Regions from separate parts of the Sus scrofa genome. Here region 2 is linked to region 1. Evidence: chromatin contacts called from public Hi-C data. All regions are on one chromosome and are shown on one strand. Each heading gives the region's core, a stretch centred on a gene start, on an enhancer-like site or on the middle of the called end of the contact. The rest is flanking DNA. Distances are from core to core; before and after follow the strand shown. Region 1 holds the start of AIP (AH receptor-interacting protein). Region 2 holds the start of GRK2 (G protein-coupled receptor kinase 2).

Region 1 (4,533 bases), core at 997-3,496:
TGGGGGCTGGACCCAGCAGAGGAGGGACACTCGCTGCCGTGGGTTCTGCTGCTACTGCGGTGAGAACAGGCTGGAGAGGAGGGAGGACAGAAGCAGGAAGGTGAGTTAGGAGGGTCCTGCAATAACCCAGGGGAGAGACGACGGTCTGGACCAGAGCTGTAATGTGAGAAGGGGTCAGACTGTGGGTATGCACCCGAGCATCCGCTGTGGGATGTGAGAGGATGGAGGTTGCCATGGACACTGGGAGGTCTTTGGCCTGAGCACCCAGAAGGTTGGAGGTGCCCTTAACTGAGATGGGGGAGCAGGTTGAGTCTGAGTTGCCAACGAGACATCCAGGTGGAGGTGGTGAGCAGGGAACTGGATAATCAAGTTCAAGGGAGCAGTAAGGCTAGAGATATACCATGGGGAGTGGTCCAGGCATGGAGAGTTTTTTTAAAGACAGGAGCCTGGATGAAATTATCTCAGGGTGAGTGAAGAGAGGTCTAAAGACTGAACCCTCAGAGTTCCCTGTGGCTCCAAGGGTTAAGGAGCCAGCGTTGTCACTGCTGTGGAGTGGGTTTGATCTCTGGCCTGGGAACCTCCCCCATGCCTTGGGCACAGCAGGAAAAAAAAGACAAAAACCAAGCCTCGACAGGATATGGTTAGAGGCGCCCACACTCTTCACCGCCACGCCATGCCACTCCTCTGAACCCCATTTCCGCATCAGTAAAATGCAGTCAACAATAGCACCTACCCTACACTGTGAGAATGAAAGAAAATAAACTTGTCAAGCATTTAGCCTGGTGCTCATGTGAGCCCTCCATCAACACAGGGGGTGGGTTCCTTAATTTACCCAGCCCTCTTCTTTGGTGTCATTGGCGGTAGGGCTTCGCTATTTTTACAGTGTTCTCTCCATGTGGTGTCTGTTCCCTCCAGCAGCTCCCTTGCCAGGACCTCTTTCAAGCCCCAAAGCCCCCAGCTGGTGGGGGAATCCGCCCACATCCACATCCCTTCTTTCCACTCAGGAAGGTCCTTCTTAGTATCACTGATCACTAGAGCTACGCAGCTCTGCCCTCGGAGCACTCACATGGGGACAGGCTGGGATCTTCACCTGCCCGATCCGAGCATAGCTCTGCCCAGGAAACATGCCCTCATTGATGGCAGCTCTTACTTTTGGTGTCCCCAGTATTTTTTAAATGTTAAACCGTTCTAGTCATCAACGAGGTATGTCACTTCAGTTATTTTGGGGGCTGGCATCGTTACGCATTTGCTCAATTTTCATGTCCTGTGTGACGGCTCTGCTGGGCACAGGGCTACCCCCAGGAAGCTCCCTGCTCTACAGACAAGTGGCATCGGAGAAAGGCCCTCCAGGAGGAGGGAACTGCATGACCAGAAGCAAGGAAGCCTGGAGATGTACATTGTTTGAGGGAAGGGGCTGGAGAGGCTGAAGCCGGGGCCCTGGATGTACCAAGGAGGAAGCTAGGAGGTTCTTTACTTCCCAGCCCTTATCTGTCCCTAGCGATGACAGGTAGAGCAGGTGGAAAGCTGCCCAAAGGCTTCTGATTTGGCAGACCTGACCTCTGGGCCTGTTCTCTGGGTTTGTGCGCCCCAGGGCCTCAGTTTTCCCATCTAAGCAATGGGAGCTGGTCTGTGTTTTCAGAAGGGCCTTCCATCTATAAAAGATCTTGAACCTTGCAACCCAGGGGCCCCTCCCAGAGCCTGGGTTTCCTGTTTAGGGTCTTATCCAGCTCTGGGTCTGCGCAATCAACGAGGTCAACCCCCCCCCTCCTACAACCAGTGTGCGATGACGGACGCCTCCCGGACCAATGCGGTACACAGCGAAGCCAGGGGGCGGGGCAGACGCACATCCGAACTCACCCTCTACTTAAATCTAGACCAACCAGCGTCGAGCTCGGCATGTGCGCGGTAGGGTCACCGACCACTGCTATCTGAGCATGCGCAATCTCTCGCCTAAGGCCTCCTCCCGCCTCGCATGCGCAGCGCGCCGCGGTCGGATTGAGGGGAGAAGGGAAGACACGAACCTTGGTTCCATCCTTAAAGTCAGGGAGCTCTCCTCGGCCCTCCTGTATCACACGCTTTTGGATCCCGTCCTCCCGGAGTCTTGCGATGATATCCGCCATCCTCCTTCCCCGCTGCTCTCTTTCGGCAACTTCCGGACTCGCTCGGCAGCTTCCGGACCTGCTTCGGCAACTTCTAGCACTTCGGCAACTTCCGAGCTGGCGCCATTTTGGCTGAGGGCAGACGCCAAAAAGGGCCCGAACGTGGAGGCGGACGGTGATTGGTTCTCTGTGCGGCGCTGAGCGCGCGGGTCCAATCGGGGGCGGGGCCTAAGACGGTCCAAGGGGAGGGCCCGGGCCTGTCAGAAAGGCGGGGTTGGAGTCCGCCCCGCGGGGCGAGGGCGTCCCTAACAATTATGTCATTGAACTGATTTCCAGAGGGCCCTCCCACGTGGCCGTGAGCCACTCCATTTAAAGTAGTAGAAGTATAAGAGCATTAGGGAGCTGGAATGGGGCGAGGGGAGCTCGACCGTAACGCCACCCCCTAAAACTACTATTTTCGGGTATTCCTTTCTAGGCTTTCCTTTCTTTGAGCATATCTAGCACCATAGTCGTGACTTTTGGGTCCTGGATGTTCCTCTTTGACAAAAGAAGTGGATAGGCGTTCCCAGTTGTGGCTCAACGGTAAGGAACCCGCCTAGTATCCATGATGTGGGTTCGGTCCCCGGCCACGCTCTATGGGTTCAGGATCTGGTGCTGCTGCAAGCTGCCGTGTAGATCGCAGACCCGGCTGGGATTTGGAGGCGGTTGTGGGTGGGCCTGCAGCTGCAGCTCTCTTTTGACACCCTAGCCTGGGAACTTCCTTATGGGGGGGCGCCCTAAAATAAACAAAGTAGGCATAAGAAGGAGGGGGAAGGAGGGTTTCAGTAGCCCTGTGAGAATCACTCCCATGCTCCCCAAGAGACAGCTCCTTGAGGGGTCTAGGGTGGGTGTGTCCTCACATAGTAGGTGTCTGACACATAGTAGGTGCCTGGTGAATATCAGAAAGTACATGAATGATAGAAATGAGGTACTGCGGGGCTAAGACAGCATTTTTCTCTCTGGTTCTGTCTTCTCTCTGGCTCTGGTGATTGGCTGTGAAGAATGGCTGCTATAAGAATCTTCTCCCCTCCCCTTTTTTAAAAAATCTTTTTAGGGCCACACCAGAGGCATATGGAGGTTCCCAAGCTAGGGTCGAATCGGAGCTGTAGCTGCCTGCCTACATGACAGCCACAGCAACGCCAGATCTGAGCCGTGTCTGCAACCTACACCACAGCTCATGGCAATGCCGGATCCTTATCCCAGGGATCGAACCTTCGTCCTCATGGATGCTAGTCAGATTCACTTCTGCTGAGCCACGACGGGAACGCCTCTTTTCCCACTTTTGAAGTTTAGGTCACCAAATAAAGGGACCGTTTTAGGGCCTGTCTTCATCCCATCCTCATAACCATGAAAAATCACTGTCCGTCCCCTTTGACCAGCATGCTAAGGGCCTCAGATATTTATAGTGGTTCATTTCCCACAAGAAGTCCCCTGGGAGAGGCAGAACATCTGGGGTGAAAGGGAAACATGCTTTGTTTGTTTTTTGCTTTTGTTTTTTGCCCACACAGGAAGTTCTACAGGCAAGTTCTGCCAAATCTGAAGCAACAAGTAGTTTGTATCTTACACAGATTGTCCCGGAAAATGGAAAAAGAGAGAACGCCAACCAACAAGTTTTATGAGGCTAGTTTCATTTTATTTCCTGAACCAGATAAGGATACCATAAACCAAGAAAAGCATACACTCATTTTGCTCATATAGGTCTGAAAAACCCTAGAGGAATGTTAAGCTGATTGAATCCACTGGTATATATAAAAATGTGTCCATATGCTAAGTGAATGTCATTTGCAAAAAGACACATGCTACGTGATTCCATTTATAGGAGGAACCTAGAGTAGTCGAGTTCATAGACAAAGTTGTAGGGTGAGAGGAGGGAGGGAAATACCAAGTTTTGTCCTGGAATACAAAGAAGTCCTGGAGACCGGCTGTACAATGCTGTGAACATAGCGGGCGCGATGGAACTACGCACTTCAAAATGTTCAAGATAGGAGTTCCTGCCGTGGCTCAGGGGTAAGGAACCCAACCCCAGTGGGTTAAGGATCCAGCGTTGCCATGATCTGTGTGGTAGGCCAGAGACTCTGCTCGGATCTGGCATTGCTGTGGCTTCAGCACAGGCCTGCAACTAGAGCTCCAATTCAACTCCTAGCCTAGGAACGTCCGTATGCCGTGGGTGTGGCCCTTAAAAAAAAAAAAAAAAGTTTGATAGTAAATTTTATGTTATATGTATTTTACCACAAAAATTTCAATTTTTTTTTTCAAAAAAAAAAAAAATCCCCAAATCAAGTAGGACTCATTCCAAGAAAGTAAGAAAGGTTTAACATTAGAAACCTCCAGTACTGTGATTCATCATTTCAGCGAACTAAAGGAGAAAACTCATATGATCATCTCAAAATATGCA
Region 2 (4,783 bases), core at 2,171-4,670, 180 kb after region 1:
GCGGGTCTGGGAGCGGGGAAGCCAGCAAAGGGCAGGGAGGAGGAAATCCACGGTGGGGGAGGGACCAGGAAAGAGCCGCGGAGACCGGAGGCTGCAAGAGGCACCGGCTCTGACATCTGCCGCTGGGGCTGCTGCTGTCACCGGGGAGGGCAGGGGCGTCTCCCGGGACCGCCCGGCCGGTCTCCTCCGCCAGGAGCCCAGAGATTAATTACACGAGGCCTCCGTGGTCATATTAAGCAAATGACGATAATTACGGACGGCTGCCGCTGCTGAGAAAGGGAGACAGCAGCTCCTTGGGGGAGAGGCACAGACCACAGTCCCCGAGGGCAGAAGGGGCCAGAGAGGTCACCTGTGAAGGGCGGCTGCCTCCTTGGACCAAGGGGGAAACTGAGGCAGGCTCGGCTGGGATGAGATGCGCCCAGGTCCCATGTGAGCTGGGACCGCAGCAGGATTAGAAGATGGGGTCCCAGCGACCCAGCTGCCTCCTCCACGAGAAGGGCGAGAAATGGGTCTGTTTCCTCGGATTCTACAGGGTGACAGAAGGGGAGGCCCCTGTGCCAACTCAAAGTGGCGCTGTGCCCAACAGCTCCTGCTCCCCAGCCCTGAGAAGTCGGAACTTCGATGCCAGCCCCAGCTCCCGGCCAAGCCACAACTCGGGCACCAGCCGCAGGGAGGCTGCCAAGACGGACCACCCCAAGGTGGGAAAAACTCCAAATGGCACCTGTCACAGACAGACCTTGGCCTTTCTCCCCGACCTTGACCTCAGGTGGGCAAGACATGACCTCAGGTGTGGAGCTGAGCCTTGTGACCCAAGACAGTTATGGTGCTGGGGGCTGCCCTGCTGCTTCCAGGCCACCTCACAGAGCCACAGCTCCCCGGGCAAGGGGTGCCAACTGGCACATTCCGCGAAACAAGGACCGGGTGAGGGCGGAGGTACGGAGCGGGCGTGCGGAAGAAATGAGGCACAGCAGGGGCAGAGCACGTGGGAGTCCAGAGACCCCAAGTGCCATCTCTGCCTCGCCTCCGGGACCAAGTCTCTGAGCTTCAGTTGCTTCAACTATTAAATGAGAAAATACCACCTGCCATGCTTGCTTCCCACAGTTTTGTGAAAAGGATAAAATGGAGTAAAAGGCACTCTGCAAACTGGGACGTGCCAGGCAAACGTACGCGACAGCCTAATGATGTCCAGGGCAGGAGGCCTCTGACCCAGGAGGCCTCTGACCTGTGGGCAAAGCACAAAGCAAAGGACGGCGTCTCCTCCGAGGCGGGAGGCCCCTCGTGGCCTTGGTGCAGGAACGGCCACTGCTGGGGCCACTAGTCCGTCTCATGGCGTGGGCCATCTAGCCAACATCATGCCGCCAGATCGTGACCCTACGTGAGGACTCACAATACCTGGTTCTCCGGCTCTTGCTGTTCCCCTAAAACTCCCGGCCCACCTGGTTTCAGACTCGACACAGTCCTGAAATTTCTTGAGCAACTACTACACGCGAGGCACGGCCTTGCCAACCCCACAGGTTGGTTTTTGGCTCGACTGAGATGACACATGTCCCAAACAAGTCAATTATTCTCATTTCCACCATCAGGCCTACCGCCGCCATCACGATCATGGCGGGTAAAGGGACAGGGAAAGGACCATCTTGGTTCTCGGGGTTCTAGCACCTGCAGAGCCAACCCAAGGCGGGGCCCCGTCGGCAGCAAAGCATTCTGGGACGAGATTACCCAAACGCAGAGAATTCTAGAAAAGGCCCCGCCTCACAGTTTACACAAGTCCGACCCACAGGAGGGTCTTGAGGCCCGCGGCCACCACGGAGAGTCACTGCGAACCCCAGAGGTTGACGCCCCCATTTCCTCCCTCGTGGCTTTGTCATTTCTGAACTCATTTTGTTCTAACTGTCGCTGCTCCCTGGACAGCCCCCAGCTGACAGTCAGTCTGGTTCCTGTTTTGAGAAATCTGATTGCAAATGTCTTAAAAAGGGGGGGGGTGCCCTAACGGCCTTTTCAAAATGCAGACCGATTTTCCTCTCCCAGGCCTGGTGTTCAGTCAATTCGAAAGCCAGCAAACAGGGCCCAGTGGAGGGGACCGGAGATGCTGGCCCCGCAGCTTTGGGCCCTGCTTCAGACACTCAGGATGCCACGGTCACAGTCCTTATTTCGCACCCACCGCGTTTCACAGATGAGAACACTGAGGCCCTGAAATGGGAAGGGACTTGCCCAAAGTCACATGATAAGACCATGACAGCTCAGAGGGGCCCAGGCTCCTGGGCCGGCTGGGCCGGCTGGGCCTCAGCATGGCAACTCCCAGGCAGAGATAGAGGAGTTGCTGGGACTGGTGGTAGGCCCGTGGCTCTTGCAGTTGCAGAATAACAGGTCCCCGCTCAGGCCAGAAGGGTGGCCACATTGTGGAACCAGCAGCCGGAAGCCCTGATCTGGCAGCCAGGCACCACCCTGGACTACCTGTGACACTGAGCAGGCTACTCCCATCTGGGCCTTCGGCTTCCCCACCTGTTCCACACTGGTTCTACCCACCCATGGGCTGCTTGACGCTCAAACAATGGGAAAATACTCTAGAAGCCATAAAACACTGGACAGCCTGAGCTACTGCCTGTATCCTGTCTGTTCCTGTCCCTAAATCCTGAACAGTTTAAACTTTGATATCAGGTGCAATGTCATCAGTTGTCTCACAGAGAGGTGGCAGCCGTGGTCCAGCTGCTGCAGGGGTGCCGGGACGTCCCCTGGCAAATGGCACCCACAGGGCACCGCAAGCAGGGCCTGCCGGAGGACGAATTCGCGGGGAGAGGGACAGATGGTGTCTTAATGGGATGGGGCGCACACCGTACCCTGCTCCCCACCACCGCCCCAGCCCCTAAAGCCGAATTCAAACCCCACCCCAAGCCAACGACCCACCCGAAGAATGGGGAAGACCCAGTATCCCCCAAACCTCAGGCAAGTGTCCACCCGAGGGGGCCAGGGTGGGGGCAGTGGCACCCGGGGGGCGGGTGCTGGGAGCAGGGGCAGCGGAACGAAGGGAGGAAGAGTCCGGCCAGGCAGATGGGGCAGGCAGGGGAGGGGACCCAGGGCTACCCGAGGAGAATGAAGGGGAGCAGGGAGCCCCTGGGGCCGACAGAGACCGGGGCCAGGCAGAGTGTGTGACGGGAGAGGGAGGCACAGTGGGGCAGGGGGCACCGGGCGGGTCGGGGAGCCAGGGGAGCTGGCAAGCCCGGCGCTGGGGCGCGCCGGGTTCAGGTGCACAGGCCCGGGGCGCCGGGGGCAGAAGGGGTCCCGGGGCCAGTGCCCGGGGGTCTGGGGCCGCGGGGCGCGGGGCCGGCGCCCGCCTCACCTGGGCTCGGGCAGCAGGATCTTCTTGCTGGCGCGCGCGGCCGGCGTGGCCTTGCTCTTCTCCATGGCCATCAGGTAGCTCACGTCGGCCAGCACCGCCTCCAGGTCCGCCATCTTGGCGGCGGCGGCGGCCTCTCCCGCCGCTCGGCTCCGCTCCGCTCCGCTCGGCGCGCTCGGCCCGGCCCGGCCGCTCCGTCGGCCTCGGGCGCCGCCGCCCGCCTGGCCCCGCTGGGCGCCCGCGGCTCCGCTCGCCGCGGCTCACAGGCGGCGCCGCCCCATGGCGCCGGCTCGGGCCCGGCCCCGGCTCGCTCCGCTCCCGCCGGGACTGCAGTCGGGCCGCCGCCGCCGCCGCCGCCGCCACCGCCACCGCCGCCGCCGCCGCCGCCGCCACCCGCGCCCCGGAGCCGCCGCCGCCTCCGGCCCCGCCTGCCGCGCACAGCGCCAGCGAGCCCGCGAGGGGCCGGGCGGCCGGGCGGCGGCGCCCCCTGGAGGCCGCGCGGGTGGCCTGAGACTGACCCCCGGGGCCACCCGGACCCCGTCTCAGCTCCGCCCCGTGGCCTCGGATCTCGGACCCCAACCTTCAGCCGAGACCCTGACCCCGGACGTGGAACACGGCAGGGACCTGGCCCGAAGAAGCCCCCAGACCCAGACCTGGACCGCAGCTCGGATCCCAGACTCCACAAGAGGCCATGGCCGGGACCGCAGACTGGCGTTTCAGAACGTAATCCCAGGGACTTGGGTCTCAGAGCCTGGCTGTAACCCCTGACCCCTGACCTTGGACACAGTCGGAAATCGCACCGCAGACCCGGATAACATTCCTGACCCCAGACTCCGAACAGGACCTCAGACCTAGACCTTGGACCACCACCTCAGACTCTGACCATGGCCTGGGATCAACACTCTGAGCCCACCCCCCCGCCCTTCACATCCAGACCCTACCACTGACCCCAGACCCAGATTGTGGACCATGACCTCAAACACTTGATGCCACCCACGGACCACGACCTCCATCCCACCTTGGTTGCTGACCCCAACCTTGATCCCACCCTCAGACTCAGACCGCTATCATGACCCTAAACCCTGGACTTGAGAGCAGGGCCCAGACCCAGATGTGGGCCATTCACTGCAGACCAGGGTTCTAGACCCAACATCAAAAACTCTGAACATGGTGAGTTCCCGTCGTGGCGCAGTGGTTAACGAATCCGACTAGGAACCATGAGGTTTCGGGTTCGGTCCCTGGCCTTGCTCAGTGGGTTAATTATCCGGCGTTGCCATGAGCTGTGGCATAGGGTGGTGGCTACGGCTCTGATTAGACCCCTAGCCTGGGAACCTCCATGTGCTGCAGGAGCGGCCCAAGAAATGGCGAAAAGACAAAAAAACCCCAAAAAACTCTGAACATGGACCCAGGACCAGGACATCCAACTGGGACTGAGACTGGACCTAGAAC

Evidence for each region. Hi-C and Micro-C count contacts between places; a contact is called where the count stands out from the background.
Region 2: a Hi-C map of embryonic fibroblasts shows a contact between it and region 1, with 2.5 times the contacts expected there. The contact joins the promoter of GRK2 here to the promoter of AIP in region 1. A contact is called at or near these places in 2 of 5 promoter capture datasets (fetal liver and liver), 9 of 47 Hi-C or Micro-C datasets (alveolar macrophages, embryonic fibroblasts, heart right ventricle and 5 more) and 2 of 2 datasets of contacts at active chromatin or transcription factors (alveolar macrophages and skeletal muscle).

What each region holds. Positions count from the first base shown.
Region 1 is chr2:5,046,639-5,051,171 of Sscrofa11.1, forward strand. AIP (AH receptor-interacting protein) reads right to left here and starts at 2,247. Exons shown (of 6, transcript XM_003122456.3): 1 at 2,022-2,247. The coding sequence starts at 2,120. LOC102167294 (a long non-coding RNA gene) reads left to right here and starts at 1,205. Exons shown (of 2, transcript XR_002341427.1): 1 at 1,205-2,681; 2 at 3,647-4,533.
Region 2 is chr2:5,223,995-5,228,777 of Sscrofa11.1, forward strand. It overlaps GRK2 (G protein-coupled receptor kinase 2), which reads right to left and starts at 3,421. Exons shown (of 21, transcript NM_001244878.1): 1 at 3,338-3,421. The coding sequence starts at 3,408.